3 separate regions of the Sus scrofa genome follow, and regions 1 and 3 are each linked to region 2. The links are chromatin contacts, called in public HiChIP or PLAC-seq maps. All regions are on one chromosome and are shown on one strand. The core of a region is the stretch at or near the end of the contact, and the rest is flanking DNA. Distances in the headings are between cores, read along the strand shown.

Region 1 (3,158 bases), core at 211-2,710, 620 kb before region 2:
AATGAAAACAAATGAATCATGTTTTCCCTTCTTAAATCTTTGCCATTAAGTTGACCTGAGAGGTGAGGGTATAATAGCTAAGTTCTCTAAAGACAGTCTAGGTATCCTTATGGTTCTTATATTCAGAAAATAGCCCAGCTCTACTGCTAGGGCTGAGTGGCTAGACCTGCCCATGGGAGGTACTGGGGGTACCATCCATCTGACAGAGCCCATCATTTCCCATCATGTGTCATGCCTACATGCAGCTCTTGTAGTCCCAGTTTTAGTGCCATCCTGAGGATATGGGAGAACACGAGTACAAAAAAGTCCCAAGGTGGAGTTTCCCGTACTCTGTCAGGGAATGGAGTGGAGTTTGAGGAAGGTTTCCTGGACTAGAGTTCAAAAATTAAAATGCAGACAGTCAGGGCGATAGCAGATGGGCACCCTCTGAACACCATGCAAGTTTTTCCAAAGAACTTCACATTGATTTTGGAGGATCCTGGAAGAACTTGGAACACGATGCTGCATCCACCTGGGAGAACACTTTCAGAGACTGAGAGCTTTCCACATTCCGAGGTCAGGTTTGTGAACTCTTTTCTCCAACCCCCAACACTCTAGCTACTGGGGACATGTGACTCTGCATGTTGTTACCTGAGCCATGTGCGCTTTCTCCCTGGTGGATATAGACTGGGATCGTCCATGGGAAATTCACTTGTAAAGAGAGATATCATTCGTGGTTTCTTTACCATTGATATTGACACTATCAATGAACTGCTTGTTAGTTCTAAGCATCTGGAATTGTTGGGGTGAGGGGAACCTCAGGTAATCCAAGGGATGCTGAAAGTTTCTACTCCCTCTTTGGCCAGCTGAAGAGTCCTTCTTTATGTACCACCAGAAGGTGAAGAGAGTTTATAGAAAGATAACTTGGTAAGACTGGACATCCAAGGAAGCTGCATAGGGCCAAAGCCAGAGCTGAAGCTCCAAATTACAACCCAGATATCCAGTGGAAGAAGCAGCTTGAGAGAGTCCAACAGAAAAGTCCCTCTTGGGGAAAAAAAAATGTAATTGTAATGTATACATGTAAGGATAACTTGATCCCCTTGCTGTACAGTGGGAAAATTTTAAAAAAAGGAGAGAAAAGAAAGAAAAGTCCCTCAGTGTTTGCATTTTTTAACAAGCTCCTCCTTGACTTCTCCCCCACCTCTACTTTTGTTTGTTGAACCTTTCATTTACTGACTTTAAATTAAAAATAAACTTTAAGAAATGTAAAACAATAGAGATTCAATGGCTAAGTGATCATGCAGCACTTGCCCTGAAGAATGAAACAATTAAAATCCAATCATTCCTGATTACGTTTTGTACTATGATGTTAGACTTCCCTTTGCTTTGACCCCTCACCTTCCGGCATCCTGTTCTGGGACAGAAATGACACCACAAAGGTTTCCTGTGCCTGTCCTCTCCACTTCTGACCCCTCACTACATCCTCTCTCCATCTATTTGGAGAGCAATGATTTGGTTCCTCTGGAATTCCTCCTGTATGCTTGATGACACTTGCTGCTAATTTGGGATGCTAGAAATGCCAGGCAAAGTCTGGACTGAGCTCTTGTCGGCTGTTAGTCTCCCAGTGACTTGCTTATTAGCAAAATGGGAAATGTGATATTTCCAGTGATTATTGATCCTAATTTGTCATGGGGTCCCTTCTCTCTGCAATCTGCCAATAGCCAAAACAAACTAAATTCTTAAGCCCATCAAGTCATTTCTGAATTCTCGCTGGTTTTGAAAAGACTTTCTTAAGGTGTCCAAAATCAGTGTCCTAGGAGGTCCATTGTGGCGCAGCGGCATTATCACTGCAGCAGCCCAGGTCATTACTGTGGTGCTGGTTCAATCCCTGGCTCAGGCATTTCCACATGCCTTGGTAGTGGCAGAAAGAGAGAAAGAAAGAAAAAAGAGAGAGAGAAAGAAAGAAAGAGGAAGGAAGGAAGGAAGGAAGGAAGGAAGGAAGGAAGGAAAGAAGGAAGGAGAAGGGGAAGGGAAGGGAAGGAAAGGGAAGGAAAGGGAGGGAAGAAGGGAGGAAGAAAAGAAATCGATGTCCTCTGGGGCAATTTGGGCAGAGAGTCCTCTGGACGAGGCCTGAGATCAAGGTTACCAAATCGTGGACTGAGGACGTACCCCCTGCTGTTTACTCTTCAGAGCCTTCCCTTCCTTCTCTGAGGATCCTGGGTCTGTAGATTTAAAATTTCAGACTATTGTATAACAGCAACAGCCATGCTCAGTTCTGTGGTCTGCCGAGCACTGAGATGCTGTTGCCGGTCAGAATATATTAAACAGAAGTCATGACCATAGTAGCATAGAATAACAGCTAGAAGGAGATGAGTCCCATTGCCTTCATAGCACTTTTCTCCCAGCAACTTGACAGCTGATGGGGTTGGGAGGCTGGGCCAGGTACAGAAATGAGTCTCGGGCTGCGCATGGAAGTGCTGCCTGCTGTCTGCACCTCTCCCTGGTCAGGAGGCCTTGGTCCCAGCTCTGTGCTGCCTGACTGTGTGCCCGCTGCCCTTGGACATTCAGAGCGGTCCCCCTCCTGCTCCAAACACACACTGGAATTGACTACCAGACTGGTCACATACTTTTTTGTCTTCTTTCTTAAAGTGAAGGCATTTTTTTTTTCCCAGCGACTGAGAAACCCTATTAACTCCGTTTCCGTGAACTCACATCTAAACAGGATCCTTGACTCCTCAGAAACCAGGAACTAACTAACTGGTCTTGTTTGAGTCTGTTTAGAGCCTAGAAATGATAGAAATGGTTATCCAAGTCCCTGGCACAGAGATTGCCCTCAGAATATAGTTGCATTTTTACCTTTTTAATAGAGAACTTTAGAAAATCTTCAGTTGTTATTATCAGTGAAACGATATTTTCTTTTTTTAAAATTTAACTTTATTAGACTATAGTTGACTTACAATATTGTCTTAGTTTCAGGTGTACAGCAAAGTGAATCATCCATATATATAAATATAGCCATTATTTTTTCCTATATAGGTGATGACAAACTGGAGTCGATTTTCCTGTGCTGTGCAGTAGGTTCTTGTTAATCACCTATTTTGTACAGCAGTGTGTATATGTTATTCCCACCCTCCCAATCCTTTCCTCCCCCTAAAGGTTTCAGAATATAGTTTTATGAA
Region 2 (3,063 bases), core at 17-2,516:
CACATCATGTTAGAAACGGAACCTAACAGGGTTCGATAAAGCCAGTAACAAATTTCTTTTCCTTCTCCCTTTCCACTTAGCCCTCTCCCCCCAAAAAACCCTCCCCCCAAACAGCCCCCCCCCACCAAAAAAACTTCAAGAGTGACAGAGGAACAAGGCCCTCAAAGTTATCAATTAAATAATCTTCATCTTATGGTCAAAGAAAGAATGTTTCTTTGGGTTAAGAGAGTAGCTTAAAAATAAGGGGGAAAAAGGGTGTCTTTCCTTACTTCGTATTCATCAGCAGCATCCTTGGATTCCCTTTGTTTGCACAAGCGCAAGGTGCTGTGGGGCCCTTTAACACCTGCTTGGGTTCTTGTGAAAGCCTGTCTGATATCAAACATTCTGGATCACAGAGATGTTCATAGTGAATATGATACAATGAGCATGGGAAACGAAATATTTCCCATCCAGTAATATTTAATGTAAATGCTTTTAATAACTTGCTTATAAGGAATTCTTCTTGGTGGTTAAAACCAAGGAATTAGGGATCTAAGATACAACAACCAGAAAGAGAGTTGAAGCACTCCCTTCACGAGCTTCAGAAATATGAATTCTGTGTTCAGAAAACTTCCCACACTCTGGTTAATACATCCTCTGATTTAGAAAATGCCAGCAGCCCTGGCAGTTTCTGATGATGGATAATTTTTCCCCCCTTCAGGGCTCCAGACAGTTGGTGCTTAAGTGTCTACAATTTAAAGTTTTACATGTCTTCCTTGGGCTGTCATATGTTTACCTATCCCGTCCAGGACATCTCTCTAAATAATCTCTGAGTGGAGAATAACGATCCTTTCCTAGGAGATTTATCCGAGAAGGAACGTGCGCGGGGCCCTTCAAATTCCGAGGCTCAGATTTCGTTCCTGGCAGGTCAGATGGTGCGGTCTGTGGGCCCGAGGGATGCGCACAGCTGTCCCTACAAGAGGCACGGAGCACAGGTGCTCGGCCTCCCGCCGCTGAAGTCTCAGGGAAACTGCTGCACTGACATGTGAGTCGCAGGCAGTTTAACCTCGGATGCTCGACCCCTGAGGGCAAAAGAAAAAGTCTGAACCACCTACAGGGCTTCTGTCGCGATTAAAGCCCCTGTCCCTCTGCCGCCAGCCCTCCATCCACGCCGACATAGAGTCTTGGATTTGGATCTCGCTATACGAGCCTCCGCTGGCTACATCTCCATTATTTTCGCTGCGCGCGGTCCGGACCGGCTCGGCGGCGGAGGCCGAGCCTGTTTCGCTGGCCGGGGGGGCGTCCCTGTCCCCTGGCGGGCCACTGTAACTGCAGCCCTTTGGCCTGCGGTGGGCGTGCCCTCGTGCGCTCTTGCGGCGCCGCTATCTCTGTCGCCGACCGAGCGCCACGAGATCTTCCAACAAGTCGGGCTTGGAGCGCGCTCCTCGCGGTAGCCGCGCCGCCTCGGCGCGCCCGGCCGACCCTCCCGGAGCCAACCGCCCTGCGTTGTCGCCGCCGGCCTTGCCACGCGGTGCCTCCGCTCGGGCGCCAAGCGGCAGCTGCCTCGCCCGGCCTTATAGCTGATCATACTGCAGCGCGACACAGGGCCCCAAAAGGCGTCGTCTCCTCGGCTGCCCCGTGGTTTCTTTGCGGTTCAGCCTCCTTAACCTGGGGAGAAAGCCACATTTGATGGGATCTTTGATCAATCCTAGCGTTTCCTCCAGGTGTTTAGCTACCTCAGTTTTTCATTATTCTGCATTCCCTTTTGATTCAGTCATCTTTCCTCTTTTGGGTTGTGGGTTCTTCAAAGTTTAGACCTGGAATATTAAAACAACGTTATTTACAGTTTTATAATGGGGGCAAGGGCAAGCATGGGGAATTGGATGCTGAGTGGGTTTTTAATTTACAGACAAAAATCGTTTCACTGCCTGACTCAGGCTCTTAATTGTCCTCTCTGAACCTCAACTACTTCATCTATTAAAGTAAAATTTAAAACAGTTTTATCTCACCTGCCTTAAAGTAGAGGTTTGGTTAGATGACCTCATGAAGGGATCTTCCAGAGCTAGGATCTCTAAAAGATTTTGTGATCTGTAGTTTCAAAAGTTAAGATTAGAACTGTATCATTTCTTGAAAGTAGTGAGTGAAGAGCATTTTCTGTGCATCAAGTGTCAGAAGCAGGGGCTCTTTTTTCTCCCCCTCTCACCAGTTGGGGCAGGCTAGGGCTCTCTACACTCTGAATGTCACTGTCACAAACACACACTCCTGGAGTAGAGCTGGGGATTATTTAGTCCTTTAGGATTCTTTATACCATTGATTCTCTCCACTCATACTGATAATACAACAGTTAACTATATATTTAGAGTTTCTCCTCCTTGTCTCATGTTTTCAGAGAGAGAAGGGGGTGGGGAGAGAGGCTATTTCTCTTCTTTAAAATTAAAAAAAAAAAAATCAATCCCATTGATTAATGTAGAAAGTCAAAGACCCAAATCCCTTCCATTACTCTCCACTGTGATTAAAACTGAAGTGTTCTGAAAAATGTCATTTCAAATTGCAAGGAAGCAGAATCTCTCTTTCTCTCTGTCTCCCCTTCCCGATTTCTCTCTCTCTCTCTCTCTCTCTCTCTCTCTCTCTTTTTAAGGGAGACATAGAGATGTGCCCTTATGCTTTTTGATTCAGGAGTTTAAGAGGCCACAACTCAGAGCCAGCTGAGTTGACTGACCGCTGATTTTAGGTGTGCCCAAAGTGAGACAGTGCAGAGCCTTCCAGAAAAATCTAGAATATTACCTGTGTGTTTACATCGCTAAATTATTTCAGATATGTTGTTTTGACCCACCCTTTCCCTGGGATACAAGAGCCAACCTTCTCTGAGAGGGGGAGAAAAAGAAGGAAGATGTGTGAGCTCCCCCTGGTGCTCTTCTGTATTCAGGCGGATTGAAAAGAATTTCAGGGAAACAGGTCTACACGAGCAGAAGGGAAAATAAATTATCTGGATTATTTCTTTGTAAAAGGCCACTTCTGTGCTGCCAGGCAGGTTTCTGTTCAAGGTCTCTATGCTTGGATTCTTTATTTCACCTTGTCCATATA
Region 3 (3,501 bases), core at 673-3,172, 720 kb after region 2:
CAACATTTAACTCTTTCGCACAACTAGAAAATGCCAGCATGAGTAAATCTTTTTCACTCTTGGCATAAGAAGGAAATTTCAAATCCATGTGATAGTCTAACCAGTGATGCTTTACCAAACTCAGAATTTAGAAAGATGTTATAAAACCTGATTTTACTGAGAGCATTTGGATAGACAGTTAAGTCACGCTCTTGATTTACATTAGGGTAATACACTATATTGCAAGGTCTTGGGTGGGCTTAAGTTATATCTCAGCTGTAGTTCTTTTTTGCTTCCGAGAGCCAAGAATATGTGGAAATACTCTGTTTTGTTTTTTATCAATCTCCGGAGTTCATGTGATATACTTCAAGGGCCAGCCATACTCTGGGGCTTATCCTCTTGGCAGAAAAGGCAACTGTTACAAGGTCAAACAAGGGCTTATTTCCTCCCCTTCAGGCCAGCTGAGGCCTTCCAACCCCAGACTAACTTTTATTCTTCTAGTTTAGCCCACAGACATTGTTCCCTAATAAAATGCAACCTATTGGGAGGATTGCCACTTAAATTACCCCAAGATTTACTTTTTAAAGACTGAGTCAAGATCAGCTTTTGCAGAGTTCCCATTGTGGCTCAGCAGGTCAAGAACCTGACTAGTACCCATGATGATGCAGGTTCAATCCCTAGCCTCGCTCAGTGGGTTAAGGATACGGCGTTGCTGCAAGCTGGATTGCAGGTGGGGCTTGGATCTTGTGTTGCTGTGGCTGTGGTGTAGGCCTGCGATTTGACCCCTAGCCTGGGAACTTCCATTCGCCTCAGGTGTGGTCCTAAAATGAGAAAAGATCAACTTTTGGTTAAAAGAGGACAAGGGATGAAGAAGACAGGGGAATCAGAGGCTGGCAGCACAAAAGTTGAATAGTTCCTTCTTGCCGGTATTTCCCAGGCAGAGTCCCACAAACAGGCACAACCATCACCATTCCCCTATGGGGCTTCAAAAACCCAATTTTCCTTGATTAGGTACTGCGAACATTTATTTCTTTTACCTATGCACACATTCTCAACTTTTTTCCTGCTGCTTTCTTGCTGGTTAAATGATGGACATCACTGAGTGTGGACCTGTGGCTCTGACACTCTTGGAGGCCACTTAATCCCACGTGCCACCACAAATAGAGATTCTCTCTGGGCCCCTAAGGATCTCTGTCGATCCTTAAATCTTTCCAGGGATGAGGACCTCACTGTTTCTCTAAGGCGCTGTGTTTAGATGGTGGGCTACTTTATTTTTAGGAAGTTCTTCCTTATATTGAATCGAATTCTCTCTTTCTAAACTTCAACTCATCACATCTAGTCTTCTGCAATTACTTCAATGGGTTGATCTCAAAGTCTCAAGTCAAAACTTCTCAGCTGATCAGCAAGGCCCTCCTCCTTTACTGTTTCTTTCACTGGCCTAGTTTTATGCAAAATCCTTGCATAATTGCATGAATTCTTGGTGACTGCACAGGTGACATGCCCATTCCTATTTCAAAAGGCAAGGAGTAGTTCCCGAAGTGGAGCAGCGTAAATGAATCCGACTAGGAACCATGAGGTTGCGAGTTTGATCCCTGGTCTCGTTGCCGTGAGCTGTGGTGTAGGTCGCAGATGAGCTCAGTTCTGGCGTGGCTGTGGCGGGAGCTAACCTTAGTACAGGGCAGTTTTCAGTGCAGCTCCACGTGGCATAAGATTTCCCTGGAGACATTCCTGGAGCTTTAAAAGGATCATTTCCCAGATTTGATAACAGATCACATTTTCTAATAGTTTCTAATATCTTACTTAAAATTAACCCACAGTGAATATTTTGACACAAACCCCCGAAGGAAATTACTTCCTATCCAAATTAACTACAGAATCAGGAAAAACTTTAAAAGGTTCTGTAACCCACTCTACTTAGGAGGGATGGGTTAGTATATTTCATCGGGCTGTTCCTGACATCTAGTGGTGAGGTCTGGAAGTGCTCAGAGTACTCAGAGCTGCTGACAAGGTGGGGGACATTCCTAACCTTAGTTAACATCTGCTCTTTGAATATTTATAGTTGTAAAAGTGTAAACTGAATATATTTTCCCATCCTCTATAATAATATACTCATCTTTGTTTTAGGCATCTTTCCTGCTTTATATGTTTTATATCTGGGCTTATTTTAAAATTGATGAAATTTAATTTTTTAGATTTTGAAAAAAAAATCCTCGAGGGGAAAAAAAGGGCATTTTGGATAAGCATAAATAATTGCATTTTGATCTGGAAACATACTATAAAAATGTTTTGCAGAAATGAATTCATCTTCAAATGTGGTTTTTAGACTGGATTCCTGTGAAATCTGAGTCATTTATAGCTAACCTTGAATGTATTGTTATTCACAATTAGAAGTAGATAAATTTCACAGGCAGAGAAGCTGACAAGTCTTTAAGACTTCACACTTAGTTTTGCAGGAAGAGCTGAAGTTAATTAGAAGTGATTATACATACATTGCATGTGTGTGTGCACTTGTGTTGTTGCACACAAGCACCGCAAAGGCCTTGGGAAGGTTGCATTTTTTTGTGTGTTTTAAAAATAAACATAATCTCCTTCCCATGTGTTGCTATAAGCCCAGTAAATCTAGGAAGCTCAGCAGGATTGAACAAGGTCATTTCTTGTCAGGACTCCAAGGGGGAGCAGGAAGCAACCCCGTGCATCAGATGCTGGCATTCTAATCCCTGCTCAGCACCGGATTCCCGGGCATGGGGGAGCCGCTGTGCCAGCTCTGACACGCTGGCAGACTGCTGCTTTGCAGTGAGCATAGGCGGAATCAGAACTGTGGCTCTCTCCCGACGGTGCACCTTGTAAGATGGCAATACATCCCTGTCCTGATAATAAAGGCAAAATTCCAACCGAGTCTGCTCACTGGGTTCTGGTAAACAGGAAAGTAATTGTAAAAGGTATATCCAATCGCTACCTCAAAAAAATCAAAGCGGCTTTATTGATTAGTTCTGGGGTTTGGGGGGTGGGGAGGTTAAATGTATATATTTAATGTATTCTTAAATAAGCATAATATACAATTTATTTAATTCCAGGGCAAAGCCCTTTACCAGTCAGCTGGTGCAGAGATCCTGGATGGGCCATAGGGTGTCGTCTATTTTGGGTGGGTCAGGTCGGGGGTCTGGGGGTGAAGGGTGGAGCTTGATGCTGGCATCTTTGGGGAAAACAGGTCTGGTGCCTGGGTCAGCAGGTGGGGCAGGCCTAGCACTTGAAGTCACAGAGACCAACTCAAAGCTAAGAAGAGCCTAGAGCCTAGGCCTGAAAATTCTATCTGAATTATGGTTTGCCACTGGGGTGACCAGCATGCTGTGTCCATGGGAGCTGCCTTGAGATTGGGGCCATGGGGGCTGGCTTAGCACAGGGGTGGAATAAATGCCTATATTCCTGGCACTTAGCCAGGTGCTGGGCTGGGCTGGGCTGGGAGCATGAGTTCACAGGAGCCAGTCACCACCAGGGTTGGCCAGGAGCCTGGGGTCCTGGGAG

What was found. HiChIP or PLAC-seq counts read pairs in DNA pulled down with a chosen protein or histone mark.
Region 1: a contact with region 2 is called in an H3K27ac HiChIP or PLAC-seq map of skeletal muscle, with 7 times the contacts expected there. The contact joins two enhancer-like sites. A contact is called at or near these places in 2 of 47 Hi-C or Micro-C datasets (heart right ventricle and mesenteric adipose tissue) and 1 of 2 datasets of contacts at active chromatin or transcription factors (skeletal muscle).
Region 3: an H3K27ac HiChIP or PLAC-seq map of skeletal muscle shows a contact between it and region 2, with 14 times the contacts expected there. The contact joins two enhancer-like sites. A contact is called at or near these places in 9 of 47 Hi-C or Micro-C datasets (alveolar macrophages, embryonic fibroblasts, fetal heart ventricle and 6 more) and 1 of 2 datasets of contacts at active chromatin or transcription factors (skeletal muscle).

What each region holds. Positions count from the first base shown.
Region 1 is chr1:104,611,886-104,615,043 of Sscrofa11.1, forward strand. No RefSeq gene overlaps it. Among named protein-coding and RNA genes, the nearest start is that of CCDC68, 140 kb to the left of the region's middle. Within about 2 kb of position 1,461, at least 3 of the 83 cell types and tissues checked have an H3K27ac peak or open chromatin away from gene starts, as enhancers often do. A contact at or near this core is called in skeletal muscle, where this site is marked.
Region 2 is chr1:105,236,540-105,239,602 of Sscrofa11.1, forward strand. No RefSeq gene overlaps it. Among named protein-coding and RNA genes, the nearest start is that of TCF4, 160 kb to the left of the region's middle. Within about 2 kb of position 1,267, at least 32 of the 83 cell types and tissues checked have an H3K27ac peak or open chromatin away from gene starts, as enhancers often do. A contact at or near this core is called in skeletal muscle, where this site is marked.
Region 3 is chr1:105,955,394-105,958,894 of Sscrofa11.1, forward strand. No RefSeq gene overlaps it. Among named protein-coding and RNA genes, the nearest start is that of TXNL1, 56 kb to the right of the region's middle. Within about 2 kb of position 1,923, at least 5 of the 83 cell types and tissues checked have an H3K27ac peak or open chromatin away from gene starts, as enhancers often do. A contact at or near this core is called in skeletal muscle, where this site is marked.